2 separate regions of the Danio rerio genome follow, and region 2 is linked to region 1. The links are chromatin contacts, called in public Micro-C maps. All regions are on one chromosome and are shown on one strand. The core of a region is the stretch at or near the end of the contact, and the rest is flanking DNA. Distances in the headings are between cores, read along the strand shown. Region 1 holds the start of nup88 (nucleoporin 88). Region 2 holds the start of prkrip1 (PRKR interacting protein 1).

Region 1 (4,737 bases), core at 1,522-4,021:
CTTCATTTAAACTCCATTTTACTCAATAAGGAAAATGATGTTTAGCCTACTATTGATGTACCACAATCATGTTGCACTCCTTGCTTCAACCTTAACTCTTGCACAATATTCACCTTTAATACCTCTCTTGCACAATATCCTGCACAACATTGATCAGTCTCTTGTAAAAGTACTTGTAGCCTGTCTTATTTAGTATCTTATAGTAGCCTATGTGCATACACTGTGAAGAATTCCTGGTTGCCTTCATTTTTAACCTGAATCAAATTAACCTTTGAGTCCATTGAACTTATATTATGTTAAACTGACTTAAAACTGACTTATAAAATTAAGTTAGAACATGATTAACTTAGTTTAATAAGTTACAATCAACTAAAAACATATGTTGTCATGAAAAATTGATCCTATCATTTTTTACAGCGTAAGTTTTTGAAAATATCTCTCATGTCCAGTGTTGTTTGTATATTTATGATTAATTTATGTAGCACTGTTGTTCTGCGAAACACGACATTTTTTCTGTATGTCCACACATGTAGCAGAATGACAATAAAGCTTGACTTGACTTAAAAGATTTAACGTATACTAAAATTATGAATGATTCAAAAAGATACATTTTTAAACCCGTTTCTTCCTTAAAATACATCTATATGTTTGTTTTGTTCAAATATTGACTTTATACTATATTTATGAATGTGTTAAAATATTATGGTTTATGTTTATTTACTTTATGCAATTATTATATTTAAATCGGTGACACAGTGGCTCAGTGGTTAGCACTGTTGCCTCACAGCAAAAAGGTCACTGGTTTGAGTCCTGGCTGGGTCAGTTGAAATTTCTGTGTGGAGTTTGCATGTTCTCCTCGCGTTCGCATGGGTTTCCTCAGGGTGCTCTGGGGTCCCCCACAGTTCAAAGACAAGTGGTACAGGTGAATTGGATAAACTAAATTGGCTGTATAGTGTATGTGTGTGAATGTGAGAGTATTGCAGCTGTAAAGGCATCCACTGTGTAGAGCATATGCTGGATAGTTGGTGGTTCATTCCACTGTGGTGACCTCTGATGAATCAAGGGACTAGGGAAAATGAATGAATGAATATTTCAATTTGTGTTTTACTGTGCATTGGTATTTATTTATTTCAGATTTTAAGTACAGCTTATTTATTTGTTTGTTTCTATGATGTCTATTTATTAAACTTATTGAAACATTTGATTGTTTATTTGAATCTTTTTCATTAAGTACTTTCTTTATTAATTAATTAATTTATTGCTGCATAAGTTACAATACTTAGCTCCTGTCTTAATTATAATTAAATATCAAATAAATATTGTTTCTTGTGTATAAACCTGCAGTGTTCATTATTATCATCATCATCACCATAATATTTATTTATTTATGCATTTATTCAAGAAAAAAGGGAGAATATGACATAAATCAGATATAATCAGATATAATTCAGATTAGAAAATGTATTCTGCATATTAATTTATTCTGTTTCTTTAGCTTTGCATTGTTAAAATGGGCATTGTCTGTTGGTTTGTTTCAATGTGTTTTGTGATTAATAGTTAAAATGTTAATAAAAAGATGCACAGAAAATAAATAAATAATTACATTTTCTAATCTGAACCAATAAATCTGCCAAAAACAATATGATTTAATTATTAATTTCATTTAACAATTATTTAATTCATTATTATATCTTCTTGTCCTGTGTGTTGTTATAGTTGACTATAAATAAACTATTACAGTCTTTTTTCTTGTTTATTCATTTTCTTTTCGTCTTAGTACTTTTATTAAGCAGGGGTCGCCACAGCGTAATGAACCGACAACTTAGAATTTAAGCTCCATTGCATCTACATGAAAAATTAATTTTCATTAGATAAGTAGACTGCAGATAGGGGTTAGGGTTAGTGTAAGTTGACATGCTTGACATGTCTGTTGAAGGAACAGTATCAACAGATATTAAGCAGACAGTCTACTAATACTCAAATGAGAAGTAATTGGCATGTACTTGCAATTCAACTTTTAGTCAACAAAATGTGCAAAAGGGACCATCAAAATAAAGTGTTAGATACCAATATTATTAAAATGAGTAATAAACATATAAATCCATATAAATTTTTTTTTCTTTAACAATGAAAAACAAACAAATAAAAAGAGAGAAACAACTAAAAACAGGAGCTATAAAAATACATAAAGCAAAAATGGCTCATTAAAAAAATATTTGCAAACAAATAACGTTTTAGAGCCTTTTTTGATGTAATACAATTGGATAGACAGTCTGGAATCTGACATTTTTGACTTATGAATGAATTTTTGCAAGCAGCAAAACCAAGTTCACAGCATAAAACTGTTTTCTTTTAAGTTGTTCATACTCAATAAAGCCCAACACGGTGCTTTCAGTCTTATTAATGCCACAGACTCCCAAATGTGATCATCCAGTATGCAAGAGAGACCTGCTTTAAATGTAAAAGACATGTTTAAAAGGTTTAATAGATACTATAATTATGAATGTGTTAAAAATATTAGTTTCAAAACAGTTTGTTCCTTATTTTTACATTTTTGCATTTTTCACCAACATGGTACTTTTTTGCATGTTTATTTACACGTTTATTACATTATTTTATGTATTTTAATCTGTTTTACTGTATGTTTGTGTTTATTTATTGTAAATAGATTTTGTGTAATACAGTTTATTTAATAAAATCATTTCATTTGTATTTAGTCATGTAGCGATCCTATTGGAGGGTATCTCTGACGTGTTTACTTTGCGACAGTACAGAAATCATGGCGTCGCTTGCGGGAGATCGTTGGAGGGAAGCGCTGAAGAACCACGATATATTCAATAATTTACAAGAAAGGCTTCATTTAGAGCCTCAGGGGACAAGTAAAAGAATAGCTAAGAACCTGACGTTTTGTTTGAACGGTGATCTGTTCATTTGGGACAGCGTTGAGAGCGTGTTTTACACCACAAACCTGCGACAGCTGAACTCTGACGGCGAACCAGACACCTCCAGATATCAGGTCAGCGACTTTAAATGGCTTCTGCTTTAGTGTAGTTACATCGCCGGTTGTGTGTAAACGTTTACCGATCTCTCCGCAGACCCTGCTGTGCATCAACCCGCCGCTGTTCGAGGTGTGTCAGGTGCTCGTCAGCCCCTCGCAGTATCATGTGGCCCTCATCGGTCAGCGAGGAGCCACTGTCCTGGAGCTGCCACAGCGCTGGGGGAAGAAGTCCGAGTTTGAGGGCGGACGGATCCAGATCAACTGCAAGTGAGTGATTTTGACTATTTTATTGAGGTAAAGTTGGTTATATATTCGCACATTTTATAAAAGTATTCTTTGCAAATTCCAAATTGGGAAATCATATTAGCAGACAGCCAACGATTATCAACATACAACATTGTTCAGTCAATAAAAAAGTGCTAATGTTGTTTAAAATCATACTTGCATGTGATTTCAGATCGAAAAATTAAAAGTAAACAATATAGGAATTGTGTTTCTCAGAGATGGGTTGCGGCTGGAAGGGCATCCGCTGCGTAAAAAAACGTGCTGGATAAGTTGGTGGTTCATTCCGCTGTGGCGACCCCGGATTAATAAAGGGACTAAGCCGACAAGAAAATAAATAAATAAATAAATAGATAATTGAATGAATGAATATAGGAATTGTGTTGTCACTTAACAAATGCGTGAATATAAAACAAGCTGTTGGCGATGCTTTTATCCACTTCTGGATTTTGAGTCATAATTTGGCCACAGCTTTCTCTGTTTCTGCAAATGGAATAATTTTTGGTGACAAATCTTATTTATTTTGACATATTTTGGTAAAATGCTTTGGAAATTTTCACAAATTCAAGAGTACAATGGGCAAATTGACCACCGTTTTGTTATAATTGAGCTAAAGTTGGTTTTATATTCGCACATTCATTCATTTTAACGATTCCTAAATTATTTAACACACTAATTTGTACATTTAGTCAGAAATCGCATATGAAGTTGAACTTGTTGAACTTTCTCTGAGTTTCAACAAATGGGATGATTTTTGGTGACGCATCGTATTTTGACATATTTTGTTAAAATGCTTTTAAATTTTTCACAAATTCAACAAAACACTCCGGGAAAATTTATTACTCTTTTGTTATGATTGAGGTAAAGTTTTATGTTCGCACATTCATTCATTTTAACGGTTCCTATATTGTTTACCACACTAATTTGAACATTCGGTCTGAAATCTCATATGCAGTATGACTTCAAATACAACAACATTAGTACTATTTAATTGACTGTGAACAGTGTTGTTCTCTGATAGTCATTAGCTGCTAATATGATTTCCCTGTTTAGAATGTGCAAATAATACTTTTCTGAAACAATATTAAGGAGAAAGTCCTGTGAATATAAAACCAACTTTTTACCTCAATATGTTTACATCCACTGTGGGGTGATTTTTGAGCCTTTTTTTTTGGCCACAGCTTGTTTCAGCAAATTGGATGATTTTTAGTCACAAATCTTATTTTGACATATTTTGGACAAATGCTTTGGAAATTTTCACAAACTAAACCATACATTGGGGCAATTGACTACCCTTTCATTATAATTGAGGTAAATTTGGTTTTATATTAGCACATTTGTTCTTTATTAATGGTTCCTGTATTGTTTACCACACTAATTTGAACATTCAGTCTGAAATCACATATGAAGTATGACCTAAAAAAACAACAACAGCATTAGCACTATTCAATTGATTG
Region 2 (4,737 bases), core at 892-3,391, 130 kb before region 1:
ACCGAAATCCGAAGACTACAGTGGATAGTCCGGATTGCTTAACGTATCACTGGCACTACTCTTCCTACACTTTAAGAACTGTACTCTTGCAGAGTGGGTATAAGGGCTCGCAAAATCACTCTGGATGCCTCGCACCCAGCACACTACCTGTTCGAACTGTTACCGTCTGGTCGGCGCTTCAGAGCACCAAGCACAAAAACAGCCAGACACAGGAAACGTGTCTTTGCTCAGGCCATCTACCCTATGAACAGTTAAATATTCCCTTACTGTGCAATAAATATGTGCAATACTTTCTCATACGAACATGTACACAGCACCTTATATCAAAATAAAATGCAACACTTTCTACATTCGCATTTGTACACATCACCATATAACCTGTATATTCATAACAAATCTGTAGTGTACATGCAATTCAACAATACAATTGTACATTCAATCCAGATTTCTTGATTAACTGCATCTCTGTTTATTGTTTATCATATATTTTTTTATATTTATTTTCTGTTGTCACTTGTCATTTTATGTACACTGAAAGCTTCTGTAACCAAAAAAAATCCTTGTGAGAGTTGAAAATAGATACTGAATGTGAGTGAAATAAAAACAGCAAATAATGATCAAAATATCAACAAAGAGTTTTAGTTATTCATAGTGTTTAATGACTAAATGTTTCCGCACCTTTTTTAATATATTACTGGTTTATTTTAGCATGATCATTTCATAAAACAAAGATAAAAATTTAATCTCAGGAAAAATCATTATTGTAAATCTCAACCTTATGGCAAGGCTCACACGATTCTGTGTGTGCAAACATCCGCAGATGTTGTAAAGTATTGATTATTTATTTACTTGTGTAAATCTGTGAAAATGTATTATTATTCATACTTTTGAAATTAATTTTATTAATATTATTGACTAATATGAAATGTTCATATGATTTATTCACAACAGAGTTTGTAAAAGTAATATTTTCTGTCTTTTAGTGGATATATTATATGAGAGACTTGCTTTGTTTACCAAATACGATGATCTAATTGGATTTGCATTGTAAACAATAAATAAAAGATGAAAAGGTATTATTTTTTAATTTAATATACTACGTTTTAAAGTTAAGATACTCCAAAAAATCATTCTGCATAAATTCGCAGATTTAATACAAACTTTTGTGCAGAAATAGCAAAATAATTCACAAAACACTCAAAATAAGCTGGAGCTTGCGTGTGAAACTTATGACAGAAAAATGTGTTGGTTATGCTGAATTTCTGATTCATTACTTGCAAATGAAAACCATATTTGGGTCACAGCTGTCAACTGGTTCTGAATTAAATCTGCTGTATAATCAGTTTAAACCACTGTGAAATGTCTGAATGTGGACTTGTGTTACTTACACTTGACAAGGTAGAGTTTGTTTTAAAAATGCTCAGGTGTCTTTCCCATTGCAGCAACACTTATTTGAAAAAAATAGCATTTTTTGTAAAAATGTAAACATTTTCTCCCCTATAGGCGTTTACTTTTAATCTGTATGTTTACATATGTCAGCAGCACACATTATGTTGAGGCTCATTCTGTATAACGTTACTGCATTATATTTTAGCACACTTGAACTAACGTTACCAGCAATTACCGGGGGACTTTGTGATAAAATACGTCCTTATACTTCTGTTTGCTAACATTACTGTAATTGAGAGCTCATGAGGATGAGCTGTGAGTGTGTTTTCAGCAGTATTGTTGATTCTCATCTCCACATGTGAGAGAAAACAAGCAAACACAAACCCATCACATCCCGCACAAACTCTGGTGGAGCGCGTGGGTTCCACTCCTTCGGTTTCTCTGGTATGGGTGCAGCTTTGTCCTTTTAAATAATAAAAATTTTAAAAATCATCTTAGTAGTGTTTGATGTTTTCCAAGAGTTCAATAGCATCATTAGCATGAGAGGAAAACCGTCAGCTTGAGGTAAATGGGAACTCACGGGGTTTCGCATCAATCTCTCCAACTTTAGGCGCTGTTCCTCTGCGGGAGTTTTGGCAATAATTAAAGGCTGAGACTCTTTTTTGAGAGCTTTCCCCGGTCGAGCATCTTTGTTTTCCACAGCCATGATTCTTCCAGCTCCTTCTTCGAGGTAGGTTTAGGATTCTTCTTCTATTTATTTTTCAGGTATTTTACACATCTGACAGCTCGCACTGCCACCTACCGGACCGACACTGATCGACAGCGTTTGGATCATAGGGCTTGGAACTAAAATAAGTATAAATAACTTTTTTATCAGTTATTATATTCAACTCACATATAGACATGTAATATCATATAAATTAACCAGACATACATTTGTGGATGGTCCCCCAAAACTAGCCTTTTTTCTTTGGGTAACGTTAGTAGCCAATACACTCAATTTTTTTTGCTGCTTGTTCAAACTAATTTAAAATAAGCTGAATCACCACAATTCTTCACTTTTTTTGAAGACAACTTTATTGTTTTATGTTAAATCCACAAACGTTTGTAAAAGCAATTACGTTAACTTAATTTGTGTTGGAACAACATGACGGAATGGGCTAACATGGTGTTACAGGAAAGGCTATGAGGTGTAACACTGTAATATACTGATAATACTGTTACATATGGATCAAAGATTATTAAGGGATATGACACAGCAAAATAAGTCAAACATAAAATGTATGCCAATTGAAAATAACAACAATCAAAACATTAGTATCAGTATGTTCAATCAGTGTGAAAGGCAAGTGAATGGACACGGTAAGTGTTGTCAGTGTTAGTGCATGAATGCAAAACATAAAGCCCAAATTGGAGCACAGCTCTGGCCAACTGGCCAAACAATGAAGAAAATGTCAAAGAATGGCGATCTAAAAAAATACCTGGGTACTTTCCTCCCACATACAGTGCATCCGGAAAGTATTCAAAGCATTTCACTTTTTCCAAATTTTTTATGTTACAGCCTTAATCCAAAATGGATTATATTCACTTATTTCCTCAAAATTCTACACACAATACCCCATAATGACAATGTGAAAAAAAAGATTTTTTGAAATTGTTGCAAATATCATTAATTCATTCATTTTCTTTTCAGCTTAGTCCCTTTATTAATCTGGGGTCGCTACAGCGGAATGAACGGCCAACTTATCAAGCAGATGTTTTACACAGCGGATGCCCTTCCAGCTGTAACCCATCACTGAGAAACACTCACTCTCATTCACACACATACACTACGGTCAGTTTTAGCTTACCCAATTCACCTGTACCACATGTCTTTTGGACTTGTGGGGGAAACCAGAGCACCCGGAGGAAACCCATGCAAACACGGGGAGCTTATTGCTGTGAACCAACCTACTGCACCACCGTATCACCCTGTTGCAAATTTATTAAAAATAAAAAGCCTGAAAAATCACATGTACATCATTATTCACAGCCTTTGCTCAATACTTTGTTGATGCACCTTTGGCAGCAATTACAGCCTCAAGTCTTTTTGAATATGATGCCACAAGCTTGGCACACCTGTCTTTGGGATTTTTTGCTTATTCCTCTGCAGTATCACTCAGCTCTATCAGGTTGGGTGGGAAGCGACGGTATACAGCCATTTTCAGATCTCTCCAGAGATGTTCAATAGGATTTTGGTCTGGGCTCTGGCTGGGCCACTCAGCAGAGTTGTGAAGCCACTCCATTGATATTTTGATGGTGTGCTTTGGATCATTGTCCTGCTGGAAGATGAAACATCGCCCCAGTCTAAGGTCACGAGCACTCTGAAGCAGGTTTTCATTCAGGATGTCTCTGTACATTGCTGCATTCATCCTTCCCTCTATCCTGACTAGCCTTCAAGTTTCTGTTGCTGAAAAACATCCCCACAGCATGATGCTGCCACCACCATGCTTCACTGTCCCTGACTAAGTCCCCTCTCCCGCAATCACTTAGCTAAGATGGCCAGTCAGCTCTGGGAAGAGTCCTGGTGGTTCCAAACATCTTCCAATTGCAGATGATGGATGCCACTGTGCTCATCGGAACTTTTAGAGCAGCAGATTTTTTTCTGCAACCTTTCCCAGCCTTGTGCCTCGAGAAAATCCTGTCTAGGAGGTCTACAGACAGTTCCTTTGTCTTCATGCTTGGTTTGTTCTTTGACATGCACTGTCAACCCTGAAACCTTATATAGACAGGTGTATGCCTTTTCAAATCATGTCCAGTCAACTGAATTGACCACAGGTGAACTCCAGTTAAGCTGCTGAAACATCTCACAAATGATCAGTGGAAACAGAATGTACCGGAGCTCAATTTAGAGCTTCACAACACTTGTGTAAATGTGATTTTTTAGGTTTTTTTATTTTTAATAAATTTGCAACAATTTAAAAAATCTTTTTTCACGTTGTCAGGAATTGATATTTGAGGAAATAAATGAATTTAATGAATTCTGGAATAAGGCTATAATATAAAAAATGTGGAAAAAGGGAAACACTATAAATTCTTTCTGGATTCACTGTATGCATGAAAATGTTGAAGTTCACAGAGAAGCGCCTGCGTTTCGTTCTCAGTAACCGAATAGTTAAACTGATATTAATTAAATTAGCATGAAAAATAACTTATTGCATGACTAAAACCATCAGAATGAGTCTGGAGAAGGACCGCTTTAGCTCTAATGTGACTTGCGTCTTTTTCTGCATTCGGGATCAAGCCCATACTCTAATTCACAATTTACTTAGCTTACAATAACTGCTACCACTTGAAAACTAATGAGTG

The links. A called contact is a pair of places that touch in the nucleus more often than the background predicts.
Region 2: a Micro-C map of caudal fin shows a contact between it and region 1, with 8 times the contacts expected there. The contact joins the promoter of prkrip1 here to the promoter of nup88 in region 1. A contact is called at or near these places in 2 of 18 Hi-C or Micro-C datasets (caudal fin and an unstated tissue).

What each region holds. Positions count from the first base shown.
Region 1 is chr5:64,968,770-64,973,506 of GRCz12tu, reverse strand. It overlaps nup88 (nucleoporin 88), which reads left to right and starts at 2,771. Exons shown (of 17, transcript NM_001020466.1): 1 at 2,771-3,016; 2 at 3,096-3,265. The coding sequence starts at 2,780.
Region 2 is chr5:65,096,430-65,101,166 of GRCz12tu, reverse strand. It overlaps prkrip1 (PRKR interacting protein 1), which reads right to left and starts at 2,141. Exons shown (of 6, transcript NM_001017896.2): 1 at 1,970-2,141; 2 at 1,774-1,852. The coding sequence starts at 2,095.